2 separate regions of the Lactuca sativa genome follow, and region 2 is linked to region 1. The links are chromatin contacts, called in public Hi-C maps. All regions are on one chromosome and are shown on one strand. Each heading gives the region's core, a stretch centred on a gene start, on an enhancer-like site or on the middle of the called end of the contact. The rest is flanking DNA. Distances are from core to core; before and after follow the strand shown. Region 1 holds the start of LOC111913695 (equilibrative nucleotide transporter 1). Region 2 holds the start of LOC111913696 (probable serine/threonine-protein kinase PBL22).

Region 1 (4,057 bases), core at 40-2,539:
ACAAGAGCGGGTGCAACACAAGGGCAAAGAGAAGTGGTCACAAGGGGTATCCTTGCTGAACTCCAGGAGTAGACCAAATATGTATGTCTCTTAGATACAACCTTGCGACTTGACCATATTTGAATTCTACCCACAAGGATATAGAATGGCACCTCAATCTGACCTCATGAAGTAATGTTGATCTGTCAAAAAGGTTAAAGACATTGGAGAAGTCCACGATAAGCATGGAAAGAGACCCGTCATTGTGGCGCTCACTTGACACCCTATTGGCGCTATGTAATACGACTTCAACGCCATCCGAAGCCTCGACCCCAAACTGAAAATCATTGAGATACTTGGTCATTTCTTTATCAACATCTTTCATAGCCAGCTTGGAAACCAAATGTCTTCATATAGTGCCTACTACAATAGGTTGTATTCATTTGTCAGGTTTTAAAAACGGTGTAAGAGAAGCAGATGCAAAAAATTCTGCCAATCTCGAAGGACATCTTCCCCCTGGTTATAGATTGACCGCACATGTAATAAAACATAGGAGGTCTTTAGCTATAACTGAACTTCTCCACAAAAAACATCTAAAATATGTTGAATCTTATCATAAATATTAGATGGTATTTGTTATCATTAACCATTTAAATTTTTATAATTTTTGAATCTTAGAATCTTAGATTCCGATTCGAATTTATCTCGCGATCTTAAAAAAAAGTCATGCATAACATCTCGACCTTTGATGACATTTCTTATATCTTTTACGTAAATGAATTTGCTATTATATAATTTTATTTATTTTCGTAGCTTATAATATACGATTTTTTATATTAAAGTAATAGCACCACGTTTTTGGCCTCCTTTTTCTCCGGTACAGATGATTTCTTGGAATCTTAGCCAACTACCGGTTTTAGATAATCTACAATAGCTATCCCTCAACTTATGCTCAATTTGCACTTCTGGCTCCATGGCTATGCTGTTTACACTTATAGACCATACATTTTAGTTTATAGCTTAAATGTTGGTTAACATATTTATTATGATGATGCTTTATGACATTAGGCACATGACAATTTAGATCGAAATATTAAAATAATTGTATTTGTTTGAAATATTTTTGGTTCTTTTATTTATTTATATAATTAAAGTACCACATAACTAAATAAGAGTAAAGAAAAACAAGTTTATCATATATTTTTCATTTTTTAAGGACCTTGTTTGTTTTCAGTGAAGGAGGTAACTAATTGCTCTTTTGGAACCCTAACGTTGATTACAAATATCTTTCATGAAAAGGATTAACCTAACAGACTGAAATGTTATAAAACATGTAATCTGTAACAAAGATGTAAGATGTACAAAACTAAGACTTTGAACTATATATGTAAATATAACATAATCTTAGGGGCCAAATTTGTAATTTACTCGCGATATTAATTCTGTGCACTGCTCAACGCCCCCACTTCCATCTTGTTAAAAATTGAATCTCCGGCGATCATGGGCGGCACAACGACTTCCCCCACGGCGGACGTTACCGCCGTTAACGACTCCGAATCACCAACGCTCCCCCTCCTCTCAGAATCCAACTCCAAAATCCCCGAAGACTCGTACCATTTAGCCTACATAATCTACTTCATCCTTGGCACAGGTTACTTGATTCCATGGAACGCATTCATCACAGCCGTCGATTACTTTTCATATCTCTACCCCGACGCCTCCGTCGACCGTGTTTTCGCCGTCGTTTACATGGTTGTAGGCCTCATATCTCTCCTCGTCATCATCTTCTACGCAGACAAATCTCATTCCTTCGTCAGGATTAACGTAGGTCTCGGTCTGTTTGTTGTATCGTTGCTTGTCGTCCCTGTGATGGATGTAACGTATATCAAGGGTCAGGTCGGGGTTTACGGCGGGTTTTACGTATCTGTGGCGGCGGTGGCGTTGGCTGGTCTCGCCGATGCGTTGGTTCAAGGCGGAGTGATTGGAGCCGCCGGTGAAATGCCGGAGAGGTATATGCAAGCTGTCGTTGCTGGAACTGCTGCTTCAGGTAAATTGTCTCGATCTCTTTACAAACCGGATCTAGGTTTTCAATTACATAATCTCTGATTTGGGGATTTTAAGTTTCACCCAATTCGATTTGAGTTCACCACTTCAATCCAGCTATCAAGATAAATTAGCTGATTTACCATTTTGGGAACACCCAATTTCATCACAGGGGTTCTCATATCGATTCTAAGAATCTTCACGAAAGCAGTATATTCACAAGACGCTCAAGGGCTACGAAAAAGCGCAAATCTCTACTTCTTAGTCAGCATAATCGTAATGATCATATGCATCGTATTACATAACATAGCTCACAGACTCCCCGTCATCAAACACTACAACGAGTTAAAAATCCAAGCCGTGAACAGCGAAAAAGAAGAGAAAGGCGCCGTCACCGGAGCTCGGGAAATCATGGAAGCAGTAAAATGGTACGGAATCGGCGTCATCATCCTCTACGTTGTAACTTTAGCTATATTTCCCGGGTATATTACAGAAGATGTTCATTCCGAAATCCTCAATGATTGGTATCCGATCATTCTTATTGCTGCTTTCAACGTGTGTGACCTAATCGGGAAATGTTTGACTGCGGTTTATGTGGTGGAGAATGCTAAGGTGGCTATCGGTGCTTCATTTGCTCGGCTTTTATTTTTTCCGGTGTACTTGGCTTGTTTACATGGTCCGATGGTTCTTCGGACTGAGATTCCGGTGACTATTGTGACTTGTCTTCTAGGGCTTACGAATGGCTACTTGACTAGCTGTTTGCTGATGGTGGGTCCTAAAACGGTGCCGCTTCAACATGCTGAGACAGCTGGGACTGTGCTTGTGTTGTTCTTGGTTTTGGGTCTGGCTTGTGGTTCGGTGGTTAGTTGGTTTTGGGTCATTTGATTTGTGGGTTTACACTTTGCAACCATTCATATTGGAATATGTGTAATCGGATTGAAATTGATAAGATATGTAGATACGGTTTCCTTTTGTTCTTCTCATTGGTGTAAATTTGGGGCAGTTTCTTTAAATGTAACATGTGAAATTAAATGCAAATGCTTTGAACTCTCCCTTGGTTTATATCTCTTTCATTCATGTTTTAGGTGTACTTACTTTGTGGTATTTAGTGCAAGTGTGTTGTTGTGGCAGGAAAATAATGAAATTTGAATGATTTTTTTTATTTTGTTTGAATTCATGTGTTTAATTGGATTTAAAAGGGCAAAGATTTCTAAATAAAATAAAGTTTACAAAATTTCTTAAATGGTCTCTCTTTTCAAAAAATAGCATTTGGAAAGTGTTACATTGTGATCCTTGTTTTATTTTGATTTTTAGGTGGTATTTAACTATTTATACATACAGAAAGACTATTTTGCCCATTTAAATATATTTTCGTTTTTTAATCTGTTTTTAATATTTAACTAGGGAAGAATCCCGCGTTACGGGTGTTGGAGTTTCGGGAGTTGGAGGATATTTCATAGTCTTTTATTAAAAAACAGGAAATAGCAACAACCCTTCCAATGTTTTACATATATTGTCTTTAAGTTTTCTCATGAATTAGCCAGAATCAAATCAAAAGAAAAAAACAAAAAATAGAAAGAAAAAAAAACGTGTAAATCAAAGTACATTGCTATTTACTGCATTTACCACTTAAATATGAAAAATGCACCAAATGACAATGTACCTTCGTTTTTGGTAGAAAAACAAATGAAATTGAAAAAAAAAAAACAAAAAAAAGAAATTATCATTCAAATTATATTGTTACTTAGTACATTTACCATCTAAATACGAAAAAATCCAACAAATAGCAATGTATTTTTTTTTTTGGTAAAAAATAAATAAATGAAACTGCTATCTACAATAAAAAAAAAAGTAAGTTACTGCCCCATATATGATAAAAAAATAATAATTTGTTAATGGGTAAACAATTCATGAAAGTTTAAGATGGTGTTGGGACTTTAATACTTAAGCACAACCAAGTCATAAGCATGAGCAACTGCATGTTCGTCATCATAAGCTTAAGCAAATTGTAAAATTCATCCACATCAAATCTGTC
Region 2 (4,413 bases), core at 861-3,360, 390 kb before region 1:
CCACGTAACCAAATGTTCCCCTCACTTCCGAGCTAACGTGAGATAGACCCGTATCGATGATTTTTGACAAACCAAAGTCCGCTAACTTCGCTTGAAAGTTCACGTTCAAGAGGATATTTGTTGGCTGAAAATTATTTTTAATATAAAAACATTAGACTTGTTGGATGTGTACAAAGTCCTTGATTTTCTTTCCAATATAGACTTCAAAAAGAGATGTGAGAATTCAACATATATACAGATATAGACATGACCATGTCAAGTTGATGTATGAATCCAACAAGAATCATCATAAAAACTAAAAACTGAAAGCAAAACGCTTACTTTTATATCGCGATGAACTATGCATCCTCCGGGATATGTATGAAGAAACCATAGCCCTCGAGCGCAATCAATCGCAATGTGAAGACGTTGGATCCATGTGAGAACTTTATCTTTACTAAATAGCCATTCAGAAAGATTTCCCCAATGACAAAGCTCATAAACGAGAAAACACTCGCCTTCGCCCTCACAATGGTCGAGCAATCTTACGAGGTTTGGATGTCTTACGTGTGACAAACTCGTGATTTCCCGCACAAACGTTTCCATTTCTCCATCGTTCACAATGTGCTTTATCGCAACATTTTGACCATTCACAAGTACGCCTTTGTACACTTTCCCTTCACAAATGAACACCTCTCCAATTAAAAAATTGCAAACTTACAGATAGAAAACTTTTAATGTATTTGATGTGCATGAGACTGAGACCAACATCAACAGGACAAAAGTTGCACAAAAAAGTTTTAAGTATGTGTGAAAGGACTCGATTTCTATCTCTTATGCTGAAAAAACGTTAATGACATCCTCATTATCGAAAACAACATTTTATAATATCATGTCACGTGTAACAAAAGCAACCTAAATATTGATGAATCATACAGTAAAATTCTTACCCGCGTTTCCTTCACCGATGAAGTTTGATGCTTTGAGATCATTGGTAGCCGCATAAACATCCCTAACTGTTAACTTCGTGCTTACTTCTTTTGGAAATGGTGACCTTATGACAGACATATCCACTTTGCCCATTGGCAACTTTCCGGCGACTGACCTTCTAAACCAAATCCACAATGCCATGATTATGATCATGATCCCGATCAGACCTCCCACCAGAATTACGACAACTGAAAATTTCAAGAAATTATCCGATGATTAGTGTGAATTTTACACTTGAATACGTGTTCTAGATAACTCACCAGTGGTCCTCTTTTTCTTGTGTTTATGATTATCATCTTCAAGATTCTGGGATTGATCTAATCGAAAACTTATTTGATGCTGGCCAAGACACTGATAAACGGCTTGAACCCATTTGAAATCAGAGATCTTTCGACTCACCATCGAAACAAGCAAAGCGAATCTACAAATTTCAGTCTCTTCCACACTACTGTTCATAGTCAAAGCACCAATCTTTTTCCATCTTTCTAAACAAGAACTGCAGTCGTTTCTTGATTCCAATACCTCACAATCTTGATCTAGACTGGATAAAGAGCTCTCGAGCTTGTTATCAACATCAGTCAACGTGAAATCCGAGCAGCTTCCCGAACCGGAGGTTAGCTTTTCAACACCGCAGCTCAAAAGATTTCTTCCGTTGCTACCTTCCAACGATGATCGACAAGTTTGTTGTTGTATCAAATTCAAGAAAATCGATCCAGTTTGATTCGTGTGTTTTGATAATGCGGATAGATAGTCTTCAAAAGCTGATTCGCAACAATCGGTGCTGAAAAATCCGTCCCAATTAGCAGTTTTGCAGTCCGAAGAAAGTTGAACGTCAAGAACACATTCATCTGTGAGGTTTTTAGCTAAAACATGAGTGAAGAACACGAAAAGGAACAAAATGGGGATCGTTTTTGTATGAGAAAGTGTCATTGAACTAAGATTTTTGTGCAGAAATTGTGGAAACGAAAGTATTTATGATTTTTGGTAGATTATATGTTCAGTGTTCTTCCAGGATTCGAGAATAGAAAGAACAGAATAAGAAACTACACCAAACTTACGCTAAAACACAAATACTGTGTTCATTTTTAGTAAGAATTAATATTTTAATGAAAAATCAAAATATTTAATTTCCTAAAGCCAATTGCCGGCCCTTCCAATTTGAAGAAGTCTGATTAAGGAATTAACAATTTTTTTTTAAAAACTTACGTCTTTATCGTATCTGTGATTATGTTACAAAGTAATTACTATGCATATTTAAATACCGAAAAAAAAATCGAAGTACGATAGAATCAACAATTTTAAATAACTAGTGATTATTTATGCTCAAATTATAAGTAAAAAGGTTATAATTATTTCTCGTTCCAAAAAAAATAAAAAACAAGAAAAAGTTACTTGCTGTACTTAATTTTTTTGAATAGTTCATAGATGATATCGGGTATGTGGCCGGTTAGAAGACACCTAGCAATTAATCTTTGTCTAGTCATTTTTTCTAGACAAAGAGTGAATATGTAAAAAATAAGAGATTTTTAACGATTTGAAAAAGTTGTATTTTAATACAAACTATTTGATGAAATATTGATGTTATATTAATCATATTAACCTATTTTTTATGATATTATTAGCATTTACCAACTTTTTTTATAATATTAGTTATATTTAATTTTTTTAAATTTAATAGATTTATCATAACTCATGTGTAAGTGTAAGAAACTGCCGAATACAATTATAAAAAACTCATTCGTTTGTCCTTAAGTAAATGATTATTAGTAATTTTTTTTATAATACCAGTCAACAATAAATATGTAAAAAATATATTATATTAAAATAAATGCTATTAATATTTCTTTATAGGCCTTATAAGTCCACCACTTAAGTCAGACAAGAAAAGGACGTTGATTTTATAAAATAGAAGTATTTACATTAAGATGGTGTGAGTTCGTACTTGTGTCATATAGTGCTCCAATATCTTTTTAGCATATAGGACAAATATATAAGAACAAGGGTATACAATGATATTGTTCTCTTCTTCACCCATAAAGCATAATTCGTTTTCACTTCGAAAGTGAAACATAATAATTCGTTAATTTTACGATCCATGGTAATTGTTTGATCTTTTGTATTGTTTCATGTCACGTAGATTGTATTTGTCGTCATATTGGTAATAATTGAACTAAGAAGGTTCTCAAACAAAACCAACTAAAAGAAGAAAAAACAAATCCATGTGGTTTGATTGGATATGCATTTAGAATTTGTAACTCAGAGTGTCATGATAGTTTAATTTGTTGTGTTTTTCGTTCTTAATATTATTTAAATTTGTTGCCAACCCTTGGTAAAAATATAATTTTACCATTGATATTACATTTACTATTAATTTTAATTGTGAGTTAGCCATAAGAGGAAGTATAATATCTGAATATGATAAGTTAGCAAAGTCGAAAGCCTGAATTGATGTTGGACTAAACCGAGATGTATGCAAATGTAGGGCCATCAAATCCCTCAATATGAATTTGTTGAGGTCCCTTTCCTCTTTTGTAGCATTTTGAATTACCTTACACTACCAGAAACGCGAGTATTAGCAGCGACAGGCCAAAAAGGTCGTCGCGGTTGCCTCGCTGCAAATGCTCCATATGTCGTCGCTAATACCTGTCTCCCCTAATATTCATTGTCGCCACTAAAGCCTTGTCTCCACTAATACACGCCCGTCACCACTAAAGGTGTCGCCGCTAATTGTATTTATCATTTTTTTTTTGTAGTATTTAACATTAAAATCAGAAAAAACATTATAACAAGTATAAAAACTGCTACCAAACATTATTTTGCAAAAAAAAAAAAATAGTTCAAAACATTAACCACTTAATAATATATATGACATCCGATCCAAAATATTAAATCTAAACATCCGATCCAAAATACTCACCCAAACATAGTGCAACATATCCAAAATAGTAGTCTAAAATATTAACCAAAACAAAACATTTCATTAATCCTAAAAGTAGCTACTCGTCCTCATCACTCCACTCGTTTCCTTCGTTTTATTTCGTGGCGACAATGATTGAAACTACTCTTTTAGTGCCGCACTAAATTTTTGATCTTTTAGCATTGTTTTGCAGCATGTCCAACCACAAAGAAACAAAATATATTATCAACATATCATAATAACATTCTACTTTACAAATTAAGGTCATGATGATTATATCATCCTTTTTTTTTCCATTATAGCATTGTTCTTTTCAAGTACATTTTTTTTCATTTTTCCATTATAACATTGTACTATACTAAACTAACAATTACCAAACTACAAAATACCAACATATCAAATTATAACCAAACTACATCCTACACACATTTCATATACATTATAGCATTGTGCTTTTTTTTTTTTTTTTTTTTTTTCATTTTTCCATTATAGCATTGTACTATACTGAACTAACAATTACCAAACTA

What was found. A called contact is a pair of places that touch in the nucleus more often than the background predicts.
Region 2: a Hi-C map of leaf shows a contact between it and region 1, with 4 times the contacts expected there. The contact joins the promoter of LOC111913696 here to the promoter of LOC111913695 in region 1. A contact is called at or near these places in 2 of 4 Hi-C or Micro-C datasets (both in leaf).

Annotation. Positions count from the first base shown.
Region 1 is chr8:302,834,151-302,838,207 of Lsat_Salinas_v11, reverse strand. LOC111913695 (equilibrative nucleotide transporter 1) reads left to right here and starts at 1,289. Exons shown (of 2, transcript XM_023909409.2): 1 at 1,289-2,026; 2 at 2,195-3,084. The coding sequence starts at 1,480. The coding sequence ends at 2,907.
Region 2 is chr8:303,221,258-303,225,670 of Lsat_Salinas_v11, reverse strand. LOC111913696 (probable serine/threonine-protein kinase PBL22) reads right to left here and starts at 2,110. Exons shown (of 5, transcript XM_023909410.2): 1 at 1,230-2,110; 2 at 930-1,157; 3 at 322-656; 4 at 1-124. The coding sequence starts at 1,899.